Regions from separate parts of the Rattus norvegicus genome. Here region 2 is linked to region 1. Evidence: chromatin contacts called from public Hi-C data. All regions are on one chromosome and are shown on one strand. The core of a region is the stretch at or near the end of the contact, and the rest is flanking DNA. Distances in the headings are between cores, read along the strand shown. Region 1 holds the start of Zc2hc1a (zinc finger, C2HC-type containing 1A). Region 2 holds the start of Pkia (cAMP-dependent protein kinase inhibitor alpha).

What was found. Hi-C and Micro-C count contacts between places; a contact is called where the count stands out from the background.
Region 2: a contact with region 1 is called in a Hi-C map of Schwann cells, with 4 times the contacts expected there. The contact joins the promoter of Pkia here to the promoter of Zc2hc1a in region 1. A contact is called at or near these places in 3 of 12 Hi-C or Micro-C datasets (Schwann cells, frontal cortex and psoas muscle) and 1 of 1 datasets of contacts at active chromatin or transcription factors (oligodendrocytes).

What each region holds. Positions count from the first base shown.
Region 1 is chr2:96,229,229-96,236,244 of GRCr8, forward strand. Zc2hc1a (zinc finger, C2HC-type containing 1A) reads right to left here and starts at 2,674. Exons shown (of 9, transcript NM_001107661.1): 1 at 2,587-2,674. The coding sequence starts at 2,602. It also overlaps the pseudogene LOC120101358.
Region 2 is chr2:96,378,416-96,385,331 of GRCr8, forward strand. It overlaps Pkia (cAMP-dependent protein kinase inhibitor alpha), which reads right to left and starts at 2,500. Exons shown (of 5, transcript NM_053772.2): 1 at 2,389-2,500.

The sequences.
Region 1 (7,016 bases), core at 1,424-3,923:
TCCAGCAATCTGACAATTCCTTGCAATCTCTGTCAGCACCAAGCATATATATGGTGCACACACATACATGTAAACAGAGTACTCACACACGAAAGATAAAGATAAAATAAAATCTATATCCAAATCATAGAGAAAAAAAAAACAGAACAAGAAGCAAAACCAAGAGTTTAGATGAAGGTTTCTTTAAACCCTGGCCATTAAAATACCCGAATTCCAATCAGCACCAATGAACAACCATATCTAGAAAGAAATGAAGACTGCTAACAAAGATAAGCAGTGTTTCAGTAAACCGGTATACATTTATGCTAAATTCAAACAAAAGAGAAGCAGTAACAAAGTGGGATAGCAGATGTCCACTAGATCTGTGCTACTATAAAGAGGAACTGGCCCCAATAATCAAGTTTCAGAGGCAATACTAGATGATACTTAGCAGACCAGGTGAGGAATGGCCTGCCTAATGTCTGCCATAATTGGTATAAGCATATTTTGGATATTAGTAAGGCCATGACAATATCTTACCTAAGGTTAAAACCATAGATTTTATCACCTCAATCTCACAGATGATAAAACTTGGAAGATATTAGAACATCCCAACTCTAAAGCTACTACTGTGCTCCTTAGATAAGTCTAGGATATAGCTTTCACATGAAAAGGAATTAAAGGCTTTCCTCTAATTACTCAAGTCATACAAGAGTTCTGCTATCAATTATATGAAATTATAAGAAAGCTTAACATTTGGTTTCAAAATACAGTGTACAATTTAATAGTTCATTTTGTGACAATTCGACATAAAATTCCCAGAAGATCAGTAACATAAAGGGGATATGTAAGCGACTAAAATGTACTTTTAAAGAGTAGCTTAAGTAGATTTTTTTTTTTAGGCAACCAGTAACTACTTTCAACTAAAAATGTAAGTCAAATGTCAAAGATTATTTTTGTTCAATGACAAAGATAAAGTAAACAAACTTGAAGATTTTTATACTACATACTATAACTTTCAATATAGAGGAAAATTACCAAATATAACTTATTGCTTATTAAGTGAAAGCCTGGGTAAAAAAAGTTAACAAATGGTATCCTTAAGAAACACACACACACACACACACACACACACACACACACACACAGTGTATATTACACTAGTTTTCAATTATATCTCCAAAATTTCTAATTTAGATGCCAACAGCTTTGATAATCTTTTATTCTTTGCATGCATAGATAAATAAGTGAAACATTGGATGAATATTTCTTTCTCTGTAAATATCCGTCAGTAAACAACTGGGAAGTATTCTTGAACTCTCTCCATGCAGCATGATAGCACTGTAAAATCTTCACACTTATGTTTCAACCCTGTTCTCTATTCAGTCTCTACACCAGTACAGTTTTTAATAATTGAAATGAGCTGCCTGCAGGGATATGCCAAAAGGAGGTTTGTGGAAGGAAGGGGTGCTGTCATTGCAATTTCTCATTTCATAGTTATCTGAAAGGTACACCAAAGGAAACCTTCACAGGTAATCTGCTGCTGCCCATAAATGGCCTCTTTACTGCCTTCATAACTCATAATCATATTACTGTATTTTCTTTCTGATACACTTAAGTAACTGGGAAAGTTACCAGTTAACCAATGTTCACTTCGTAACACGTCCTGAAATATTTGACTATCTATAATACAAGAAAATGAAGCGATCAGTTCCCCTGCTCATTCCAAGTACATTAAGTAGTGAAAAAAAATTTAAAGAAAAAAAAAACTGTATTAAGCCAACAGGATCCAAAAATTCTGAAAACTTGTGTATTGGAAAGACATTCACGATCTTTTTAAATCCTGAAAACTGTTGTCACCACTGCTAGGATTTTTTTTCTTCCTTCCTTTGTGTTTTAAGCGAATGTTGTCCTTGCACGGGATTAAAATGGATTTAGAAAGAGGGAAAAACGAAAGAATTTGGAACAAAACAAAATCTGAAGCCTTGGCTAAGGTACCAGGATAAAGCGAAAGATAAAGGAAGCAAAGCTGGTTCTTCCCTAGATAGTCTTGAATAAACCATTAAGGCTGAAGCTATTGTCCCTGCTGTAGAGCTCACCAGGGGCATTTCCTTGGGAGATGCTCAAGCATCTCCCTGAGCAAGGTGCGGGAGAAATGGAAGGGAGGCTACCCAGGACTGAGTAAGCAAGGTGTGTGTCCTGTCCAGAGCTCGCCGGAGATGGGGCGGGTCCTAAGGGGTCAGTAAGAGCTGGCGACCCGGAGGTCGCGAACCTTAACCAAGAATACACTTTGCAAAGCCACTAAGACCTGACCAGAGACACCGAGTGTCCACAGGAATCTCGGGGGTCCAGGAAGGACCAGAGATGGTAGTTAGGCCTTGCAGGTGTGAGGACGCAGGGGCTCTGACCAGGCGGAGTAGCCGAGGACCGTGCCCCGCAGGCAGCCCGCGGTCACCGCTCCGGTAAGGGGACCTCCAGCTCCGCCCCGGGTGTCGGCGAGCACGGGGACCTCGCTGCAGAGCCGGCGGGCTGCACTTTTCCCCGGAGTCCAGGCCCTGGTCGCTCGTGCCCGCTCGAGCCCCGCGGCTGCATCCCCTCGCGTCTCACCTTCTAGCCCGTCCATGGCGCGCCGCCTCAGGATCCTCAGGCAGCACCCGCCGCCGCCCAGCTCTGGCTGTAGCAACCCGGCCGCGCCTCCCACACTCTAACATTCCGGCCTCCCATTGGTCCGCTCTGGCGGGGCGGGGCTACTGAGGGCGGTGCCGTGCCTCCGGTTCTCTCCCCAGGGACGCTCCCCCTCCAGGGTTTTTCCAACCACCCTCCCTGGAAACCGCAGCTACTTTGGTTGGCGTCCTGAGATCCTTACAGTCCTTTGTTCCACTCCAGCGTTATTTAGCTTCCCTCCTTCTTTTCCTGCTTAGAATGCCTACGCATTCAGGAGCTCCTCACCTCCAGTCAGTAAGAGGATGTTGTTTTGCAGGTTCCTCTGAGCTCTTGTAGCAAGATAAAGGAGCTTTCGTCCCGCACCATCCTGGGTTCACCGACCCCAAGTCAAGCAACATCCCCTAGACTTGTTCTTCAGACAAAGCTCAATGGGCTAAGACATTGCTTCCTAGATAGGTTCTATTTTCTGTTTGGGATTGTGGAACTGAGATTGCGCCAAACTTTTGAAAACAGTTTTCTCTCTATAAAAAGTTATATCCAAAATTAGAAATGAAACTTCCCCCTTACACAATATTTCCCTGCCTAGCACTGTACTTGAACTCAGCCTGTTCTCCTTACGATTAATGCAGTTCTACAACTCATCCAAACTATGCTGTATTGAGGACCTTAAACTGGGAAGCTAGCCTATCAATGGCACACAGGTGTCTTTCTGTCAGATTCAAACTGCAGTCCAACCATTCCAATGGTTTTGCTTCACAATCTACCACATTTCGCCCTTCTAAAACTCTTTGAAAAATTTACTTAACAAGAATAAGCCACCTGTATTGTTTGCTGATTCTGAGGTATCCGTTGCTAAGTTAGCAGTACATTTTGTCTGTAACAAGTCTTACATTATTTTCCTACTGAGCTGTTGAATTCGAAAGTTATCCTCTCTAAATTCCGTATACACTTAACGAACCAACAACTCTCTGGTTTTGTTTAAACACGTAAACTCCAAGAGGTCTTATCCATGAGAAGATGTTCAAAGTGCATGTGAATATGGTAGAGTCCATCTCTTGTACTGAATCAGGTAAAAAACTGCCCATTCGGAATTTCTCATGAGTCCTTCCCCCTGTTCTACTTTGGCTTCACTTCTGAGTTTCTAAGCCAAGGACATCCCCCGGAATGTCCATACAAGCAACCCTATGTTGGTATAGAGAGCCCTCCCACCATGCTTCTAAGACAAAATCAGATGGGTTTGGGATAGCTTTTATATGAATGCCAACGAGGGAAAATAAAAAGTACACAAAAAGAAATATAAAATAAAGAAGGCATTTACTTTGCAGATTGAAGTATTGCCCCTGAGGTTAAGACAAATATTAGGATGACAGAAATAAGCCTTATTAGCCATGAAATCTGCAGTCACATCCATAACAATAATAAAAAGTAGCAGCAACAACAACAACAATGCTATGTCACATGTCTGTCAGTAGGTGGCAGAGAGGAGAGAGGCTATGTCTAGCTCAGTGTTCTGACCCATGAATAATTAGCCTAACATTCCTGGAAAAAAGCCTGCCAAAGAAGATACCAGTCTGGCACCAGGGCAGTGCATACAGTTCCCAGGACTGGTAGCAAACCTGAGACTACCAAGAACCCGCAACAGATGACCCTCTCACGAGGCCACTCAGGCAGGCAAGACGAGAAGCCTGCCAGAAATGACCCCCCAGAATGGTGCCATGGGGCCTGGACAGAGAGGTAGACTGAAATAACCACTAGTGGAGGACTATGCAGGCCTAAGGAGGCAGACCATGCCTGAGAGAACTCTGACCAGCACCATAATGCATGTGTAGGGTTAAGTATGTTTATGCCATATTCATATATATATGGATATATATATATATATATCCATATATTCAGTCTACAAAACAGGTCTACAGTCTTCAATTTCCAGAATTAGAGTCTTCATCTTCTGGATATGTCCTTCATTAATGTTTTGATGCTATTTTTGGCAGAAGAGAATGGTAGAGCTTGGATTTAGACTCCGCTGGGTTTAACACTGGAGCCTACCATGATGTCCTTACGTTCGCCCCACCCCTGCCTTGTCTCCTTCCTGCAGCAATTAAGAGCTCAAGCATTCAGACATAGCATACATTTGGTCAGACACTTCTTTAGCATCTCTTAATTCTGCAATCATGCTTGTTGGACTTCTCTGCTGTGCTGGACTCCTGGCACATTAATGCTACAGCCATCTTGCCTCCTGCAGCTCTCCCTGGCACTGGCTCCAACAGAAAGAAGCCACATTCCTCTCAGATGGCCTATGTTTCTTTCCCTGCCCTCTAAAAGCCTGTATTGTGAATATTCTTTGTCTTGACGCACATCTCTGACATCTATAGTCTATTCCATTTTCCTCGTGAATCTATTTAGCAGACATTTATTGATTACACTTAAGGCTTCAGGCTCATTTTACTATTGGACAGACAGACACAAGGCTGAACTCCTCAGTGTACTTTTTATGCTCTTAAGCTCTTACCTGTATACTATTGTAGCTGTCAAATGATGTTAGTAATTAGTTGGAAATGAGTTTTTTCTCATTTTCTTACCATACAAAAGAGAAAACTAACTTAGAAAATGTTTGCCTGACCTGATCCAGACACCACCCCCAAAGCAGGAAGTAGCTGAAATAGATACTTTACTCTGTCTTATTCAGACATATAATTGGTTCATTTTATATTTTGCTCCCTTGAATCATTATTCACGGGGCGGTTTTCTGCTTTTCCTCTTCAGCTTCATAGGGTTCAGTCAGCTATTCATAGCTTTATGTTTGGAAGCTGCAGGTTTTTGTTGGATCTCACGCAAATTCCACATTCCATTTCGAAAACCAGCCTGTGCTTCTCATTCAGATCATCCCAGCAGCGCAACCGAGTAAGAACCTAAGTGTCCGAGAAGCAGCTGCTTGGTTTAACCAGTTTCACTGTGCCAAGCACTTCGCTCGTCCATGGCTACAGAGCAGATGACCTGCCACAGTTCGGTATCCAAAAAAATAATATAATTAGGCAATCTTTAGCAAAAGATATGTTTTTAGTATTAAATAAAAAGATTTTTGTTTGATTTATAAGTTAGGAGAAGTGAGCCTGAAAAAGCAAGTTTTGAACTAGGCAAGTTTCATTTCCTTTTTTTTTTTTCTCTTTTTCCCCTCTTCTTTGGATTGAAGTAAAAGGCAAAATTCATGAAATGTTCAGAGAAATGTTAGGGATAGGGATTATTGATTTGTATAGTCAGAAAGGAATGAAAGTAGGAGACGGGGCCTTGGGAAGGAGTCCAAGTGAGAAAGGATACTGTGATATAGAGAAACCTAAGCAGACTTTCTCTTTCTGCTGATGAACAGCATCTGTAATCAGTTAGAGAGCATCTCCATTATCTTCTACTTCCCTAAGTTACTTCCACACAGAGAACATTATGATTTCAACCTCCTCTGAGGATCCCGTCCATCCAGCTACTGCAATCAGAACTTTAAAGTGATTTTTCAATTGCTACTGCAAATCTATTAGGTTTCCATTAGGATCTCCCTAAGTACTCTAGGCATGGCAGGAAGTCTCATATACACCTCTCTGATCTCTAGGAAGTTCACACCAAGTAGGCGAAGTTCCACATAACACATGATACAGAGCTAAGTCTGAGATGTGATGTAATGATTTCTAAAAGCTATTTGTATGAATGAAAATCTTTGAAAGAGAAGAGGCAGAAGTTAAATCGTATCATCAAGAGTATCATTGGGGAGAAAGGGACCACTAACAATGCACTGTTATAAGCCTTGTTAAAACAACAACAACAAAAATAACAACTAAAAAAAAAAAAAGCCTGTCAGCCTGGCACATTCTGAGAAAGAGTAAAGAAACCACAGTACTTGTATACATGCTCATTCCATTTATTCCTGTAGGTTTTTCTTACAGAGTTCAGACAACAGAATGTACATATTTAATCCATGATACAAGTGAAGAGTTAATTCTGCCATCCACAAACCATTTGCAGTGCTGTCATTCATTCCCTTCCTAGCTCTGTTAAGCAGTTCCCTCCCACAGATGTCATTCAGTTGCCCTAATGTTCCTCAGTCATAGAAACCTGTGGGTGTACAAGATACCTTCAAACATAAATGCTGCTGGTTTATATGTGTTTCTGATCTTATTCTACATAAATAAGGTCTTCTTATGGATTTCGGTTTACTTCTACATGTCTATTCAAATCGTTATTTGAGGCAGTGTCTCATGGAACACTGTCTATTGTATAATTTGTTATTTAGGTGAGACATCCTTGAATATCCAATCCTCTGGACCTGGTCTCCCAGAAAATGAGATTATAAGTACACGTCACTAATCCTGGGTTTGATTTTTATCTTT
Region 2 (6,916 bases), core at 1,250-3,749, 150 kb after region 1:
TAAATATGTGTGTATGTATGTGTATGTGTGTACATGTGTATGTGTATGCACATTTGTTTGTGGACACATATACACATCTCTGCTTAGAGCTCTGAACTTATATTTCTCAAAATAGTTTAAACACAACCATGTTCATATCAGGAGTTCTCATGTGTCACCTCCTCCCCAGTTGTGCCTGAATGAAATGGATGTCTTTAGGTGCCTTTAACTCAGGCCTTCACATGGTGGATTAGTTTCGCCTGTGAAAACATTGGCAGGCATCCTGCCAGCTCGCTAAGCAGCGTCCCCTTGATCCTGAAGCAATTTCTTGCCAGATATTTCAGTTTTCTTAGAAAGCAAATAACACAGCCTTGAATTTTTAGCCACCATCAGGATGGTCTCAGGCATCTCTCTTTTAACCAAATCATATAGCTCTTGTTTGTGTTCCTGTAGGATCAAGTGATCATTACATAATTGCCAATTTATTAAAAATAATAATAGACATGTATATATAAACATTAGTTATTTTTCAGAAAAAGAATTGATTTGTTACGTATTTTAAAATTAAGGACAGTGAGGAAGTGAGGACTTTTACAACCTTATTCTTTGTTTCTTTCATTAGAAAATGTGATTGAATCAAAACGATAGAATCTCAAGTGTTTAAAACGTGAAACAAAAACATATTCAAGATGCAGTCAACAATAAACACACAGAGAAATGACCCCAGTTCCTGAAAACCTCAGAGCCAGTTCCTGGGGTGGTCTATTTCATGGTGGGAAACTCCTCCTTCTGCCCAGCTAATGAAGGTGGAGACAAAGGGGCAAACTCAGATCTTCCTAGAGAGAATGTCACCAAAGAGAATTTGTAATTATAAAAGTAACAGCAGCACACCTAGTGAACACAGTAGAATTAGCCCGGCAGCAGAGAATCGGTGGGTAACACTGGAAGAGGTGATAGGTGTCATGTCTAGGTTAAAGTCCCTCCTGGGTTTCTCTGCTTTACCTTGACTGACTAAAACGGCATGGCTGTTGAGTCGAACAGCCTTTCCAATTTCAAGCATGGAGAGACGACGGCTCTTCTCCTATATGGAATGTTGGCTCATATGCTCCATACAATCCTCCTTCCCGAAACTGCTCTCTTGTTTAGGCACACATTTTCAGCACCCGAAACAGCCATCTTAACTGCTTCATATTACTCAGACTTATGTCCCCAGCTGAGAATAAGGACTTGAGCTGGGAGTGGGGGGTTGTGGGTGGGGAAGTTCATGTGTGAGGGTATGAGGGTCCTGTACATGAGGAGACAAACCTGGGGATGCTCAGATAATCCAAGCTTGGGATTGGGCAGATTCCCAGGCTTTCTGTCTGCCAATGGGAAAGTCCCAGTTTGAGGTTATTGAGGAATCCTGGGGCATACCCACTACTCGGTTTTTGGAACCGTTACCCCAAACTCTGACAGCTAATTTCTTACACCTCGGCTGAACTAGAAATATTTAAAAGAACTGGAGAGACTGTTGTTCAGTTTTTCTGTACCCATGTATGCAGAGAGCAGCCCGCACAACCCAATGTATTCTGTTATTCCACTCAAGCAAGCCTTTCGTTAGCCAACCAGGGTGACGACGTGATGGCAAGAAAAGCACTTAAAGAAAACCATGTCGGTCCTGAGCTGAAAGCAGGACATTTTATTTCAAATGCACAACTACAGACGGTATGTTAAGGGAATACCCAATAAGGAAGTCTGTGTGAGGCAATGCCCTTGTTGGGTCCTTGATGAAGTCAGTCATGGACGTGAAGAAGGTAAAGAGATTATGAGATACAGCATCTCTGAAACTCAATGAGCAGCGGATTGACAGGAAAGATGTAAAATAAAGGGAAAAGTTGCCAAGTGCAGCCCACATCAAGCAGAACTCGGGAGGGGAGAGAAGTTTTCCTTACACCCTGACTCCCAAAGGCACTGTATTGAAGCAAGCAGGTGTCATGACATTGAGATGAGAAAAGAAACACCCTGGTATCACACCAGGGATGGCAGAGAAGCAAGGAGGACATGGAGTGGAGAACTGCTTTCAAGGACACGCGTCTCCCAAACCAGGGAATGATTGAGGGAAAGTAGAAGACACAAAGGTTAAATGGGCATTCAGACGGTTTTACATTTCTAATACTCATCAGTATCTAAACCAACCTGCTACGGAAATGGCTGATCACCTTTAAGAGCTGGAGTCTAAAAAGCCCCTTTGTTTCATCGGAACACCTCTTTTCCCGTCTCAGTTCAAGGCTAATCAACCTTTCACTCCCTTGCTCCATTTCCCACAGCAGAATGCAGCGGGGATAGACCTTCTTTCCCGGGTCCTACAAAGCTGGTCCCCAACCAGGCGGAGAGCTGGCTCGGATCCGATAGCGCGGACCAGCGACTTACCTTCGGGATGGAGAGGCGCGTCCCGGCTGCCCCCGGCAGCAGTCCCGCCCGCCCGGCCGCGTGTGCTGGGCTCTCTGGGCTCGCAAGGCCCCCGCCCCACCTGCAGCTGCAGCCTCGGCTGGCTACTCCAAGCCGGCTGCATGAAGTCATCGCCAGCCGGAGCAGCACATTGCTTGCGATCCGCGGGGGGGAGACTCGCCTCTTTGGTTTCCAGGAACTGAGTCTGCCAGCTGCACCCGAAAGACGCTGCTCCCCAGGATGGAGTTTGATTTTCTCTGACCGATTTTACACCCGCGGCATTACCGGATTGTGCAACAAAACAGAAAGGGCAGACAGACTTCCTTTGCAGAGCATCCTTGCTCTCTGTGCTCCCCTGTCACTGCGGCTGCATGGATAGCTCCATCTGAATGTGTGGGTTTCCCACCCTCTCCATCTTCCTTATCAGTACTGTTCATTTCGCCGAATTTGAGGATGATTGTCTATTGAGATAAACAGTCAAATATTCCGAAAACATTAAAATGGGCATCCGGTCTTTTTACAAACCCTCAAAACACGATTCATTTGCTTTTAACACACACACACACACACACACACACACACACACACACACACACACACAAGCAAACAGTAAAAACAGGTATGAACGCTGAATGCTGTGGACCTCTCCTTTTCTTGCTATTGTGATAGAATGGGGTTCTTCCAACCCAGTGAAGAGAGGGAAAACAGAGAAATCACCCAAGGACATGGAGAGGGGTCATGTCAGGATTTTAGAGCTGTTTGCTAGTGGACAGATAGATGTGCTTCCCACCTTTCTCCCAAGCGCCTTGCACCCCACAGCCCTCGCTTTTTATCCAGACTGCCTTGATGAAAGCGATAATCTTTGAAAAACCAAGAGGCAAATTTCACATCTGCAGATGGCTGAACTCCCAACGGATTTCTCAGAATTTCCCTAGGGGACAAACTAAGCATGGATGCACACAAGCCTCTTGTCCTTGCTTGTTTAAATTGGCGCCAGCTATTAAGGTTGTTATCTCTCCCTCCAAGCTTCCCCTTTTGCTTCCTTCCAAGTTACTGACTAAACCAACGGTTTAGGGATTTGGTAGTGTAAAGGGCAAAGGGCAGTTTAGGATTTTCTCTTTTTGGTGCTTTTCCAAGAAAGTCATTTCCAAGCAGGGAGTTTCCTTATCACTAGCGTTCTGCAGGGTGATATTCCTCATTCCTTGTATCTTGGCCTTCCTCCTGAGCATCATTGGAGGTTGGCAGTATTACCTTGGGAATCTGTCCAGCATCTTGCACTGACTTGCATAAGGGCAAAAAAGAAACGCAAAGAAAAACCTTTCGACCCCTCTATCAATTCCAGAGCAGAGGCAGTAGTGGAGCCACCAGAATTAACACAAAACAAAATTAATAATTCTGAGTTTTGGGTGCAGGATGTATGCACTTGAAATGTGGGACAGTGCTCAGTGCATCTCTGGGACTTGTTTTCATAAGATTAAACTCTTCATCCAATCACACATGTCTGATTTCTTAACTTGCATCGTAGAGGTATATGCCTCTAGGTCACAATTGCAGAATAAAGCTGAGAAATAACATCTTTAGTCTCACTAATATGTAGCTGACACTAACATTGGATGTGTGCTTTAAACAGAAATGTGGGAAGAAACCACAATAACGGTGTGGTGGTTTGAATAGGTACAACCCCCAGAGTCTCATGCATTGGTCCATACAGAGTGGCACTATTGGGAGGTGTGTCCTTGTTGGAGTGGGCATGGCCTTGTTATAGGGAGAGTTTTACTATGGAGGCCACCTTTGGGATCAGTCACCTTCTGCTGCCTTCAGATCAAGATACAGAACCTCTGCTCCTCTAGCACAGCGTCTGCCTGCACACTGCCATGCTTCCCACCATGAGGATAATAGACTAAACCTCTGACACTGTAAGCCAGCCCTAACTAATGATTTTCTTTATAAGATTTGCCTTGGTCATACTCTCTTCACAGCAATGAAAGCCTGTTATCACTAGCAGAAATAATAAATAATCGCTCAATGTATTTTTATAGCTATATCAATATATTGGTACTTTTCAGTCTTTAAAAGATGCCACTTTTTTTTAGCACAGGGTTGATGTGTAGGTGAACTGAGGAATTAGTCCAGATTTCCATACATCCTACTCCCAAGATGCTCTACCCTGAACATGACACAGGAATGCATCAGCTTCCTTACAATTAATAAGGACACTCAGGCATTGACTAAGGGCTGCCGTTATACAGGCTTCTCTAGTTCTTGTAGTGACTTCGACTCTTTACTACACCTCTGTCCAAGGTGCTACATTCTACTCACCTGTTAAGTCTCTTATGATTAGTCCCAGCTAACTCTCAGTTTCCTGGGGTTATGAGTACTGTGACCATAGAGGTGAAGTGTCTTTAGCACTGTTATCTCAAGACTACACATTGCCACAATGATATGACTGTTGGTATTCACCTTGATGAGCTGACAGAGACAGTCAGGTCTGTTGTCAAGTTGTAAAACCCGTCACTACTGTTGGAAAATAGTCACCATGTGAAGGCCAACCATATAGGGAGCTGTGTTCAACCTATGTGAAGACTCTGTGCATAAACAGTGAGTATGTGGGAATCCCCTCCAGATTAACTTTATCTGTGTGTCTTCATGTATCATTTAATCCAATTGGTTAATGGAGATATGGACTTTATGATTTTGGTAATAGTCTAATGTTTCCTTATTTATAGTTTAAAATATTCCATTGAGAGCCTTGTCAGCAGGTGGCTGTATTCGTCTATACTACCCGTCTCCTGTGTTCTTGTGTTTAACGATTCTTTACTGTTAGTCACATTGTGTGTGAAAAATTCCTTGGGTTTTCAAATTGTTCCAGGCTCAGAACTGCCTAGAACCGCAATTGGTCATTTCTTCAAGGAGCCCTATTTCCATTTTTTGAAGAATGGTAACAGAGACTGAACTACAGACACCAAGTTTGTTTCCAGGCAGTGGTGTCTTAATTAGGCCATCCATGCAAAAGAGTAAAGTCTGTGTATGTGTACTAACTGTGTGTATACATACCAATAAACATTTCTGTATGTACCATGTACATGTGTCTAAATGTCTATAAACTAATTGAGACATACGAATGTCTCAGATTACTCTGTTCTCATAATGATCATTGTAACCTATTCCCTTGCTTTCTTGTGCATGCCCATTCCAACACTGAGAGATATGATGCTACCATCTACTGTTATATATTTAACTGTTGAGTTCCAGGGTGGCATTACATATAACAGTCTTAGAATTATTAATTTATATCTCTAAGTCTTAATGTGTATAGCTTAATACACTTTGATATAACTCAAAACACTTAAATGCTACTACTATATGTGGGATTTTTGTTTATTTTTGCACAGGATCTCTCTACTTGGCACTGAGTCTCTGGGATCCATTTATTTGGACACTGCTGGTGTTGAAGTCTCAGAGACCTTTTTGCCTCTGCCTTCTTAGTGCTAGGATTAAAGGTGCACATCACCATTCCTGATTCTACTAAATGCTGCTGACAGATACTCAATAACTGCTCATTTCTCTACCATGATACTGTTTCTTAAATACTTTGGCTACTGTACTTAAAAGTTAGTAGCTTTCTCTATAATTGTATAATTTATAGCTGAGATGATAGCTTTGATGGAAAATAAGATACAAACTCAATGGGGAAAAGGGTATGTGTGAAGAGCTCCAAAAATCAGAGATGATTTTTGCAAAGGTTTTTACAGCCTGACTTTGTTCTCTCTCTCTCTCTCTCTCTCTCTCTCTCTCTCTCTCTCTCTCTCTCTCTCTCTGTGTGTGTGTGTGTGTGTGTGTGTGTGTTTCTGTCTCTATCTCGCCCTTTTCCCATCTCTCTGTTCCCATCTGTGAGTGGAGGTGCTTTTTGTGTTATAAACATGAAATTCTAGAAAAAAATTTCTGGTTTTGTCTTCAATCTCTACATTTTCCTGAGGCAGTGGGATCTTGGTATTGTCTGTTGGATACTGTCCTGTAAGGGAGCTTCTGGGGGTATTCCCATCTCTGCTTCCTATCTTGCTTAGGAGAACTGAGGTCAGGTATAATATCCTGCCCTTCTTTATCTGGTTTCTGGAGACCTGTATTCTGATCCTTACCTTGGAGAGGCAAGAACAAGTTTTCTCCATAGGGCCAGACATTATTTATTTATTTATTTATTTATTTATTTATTTATCCATTTGTTTATTTATTTATCCATTTGTTTGTTTGTTTATTTATTTATTTAAAGAAATGTAATGAGTGTGCAGACGCTGCCAAAGAAAAGACAAAAGTAGGCATTAAGTGGTAGGATTTAATGCTTCCATACAACAGCAGGGTGAGAGGTTCAGGGAAATAGACGTCAAAAAGAAAAATAGATACGAATATATTATCTCAATGCACAGTGTTAACATCTGCGTTCTTGAGAATGGGCACTCACTAAAGTCTATGCAAACCAACCAAAAAACCAGAGCGACATCAAACAGTCACACCC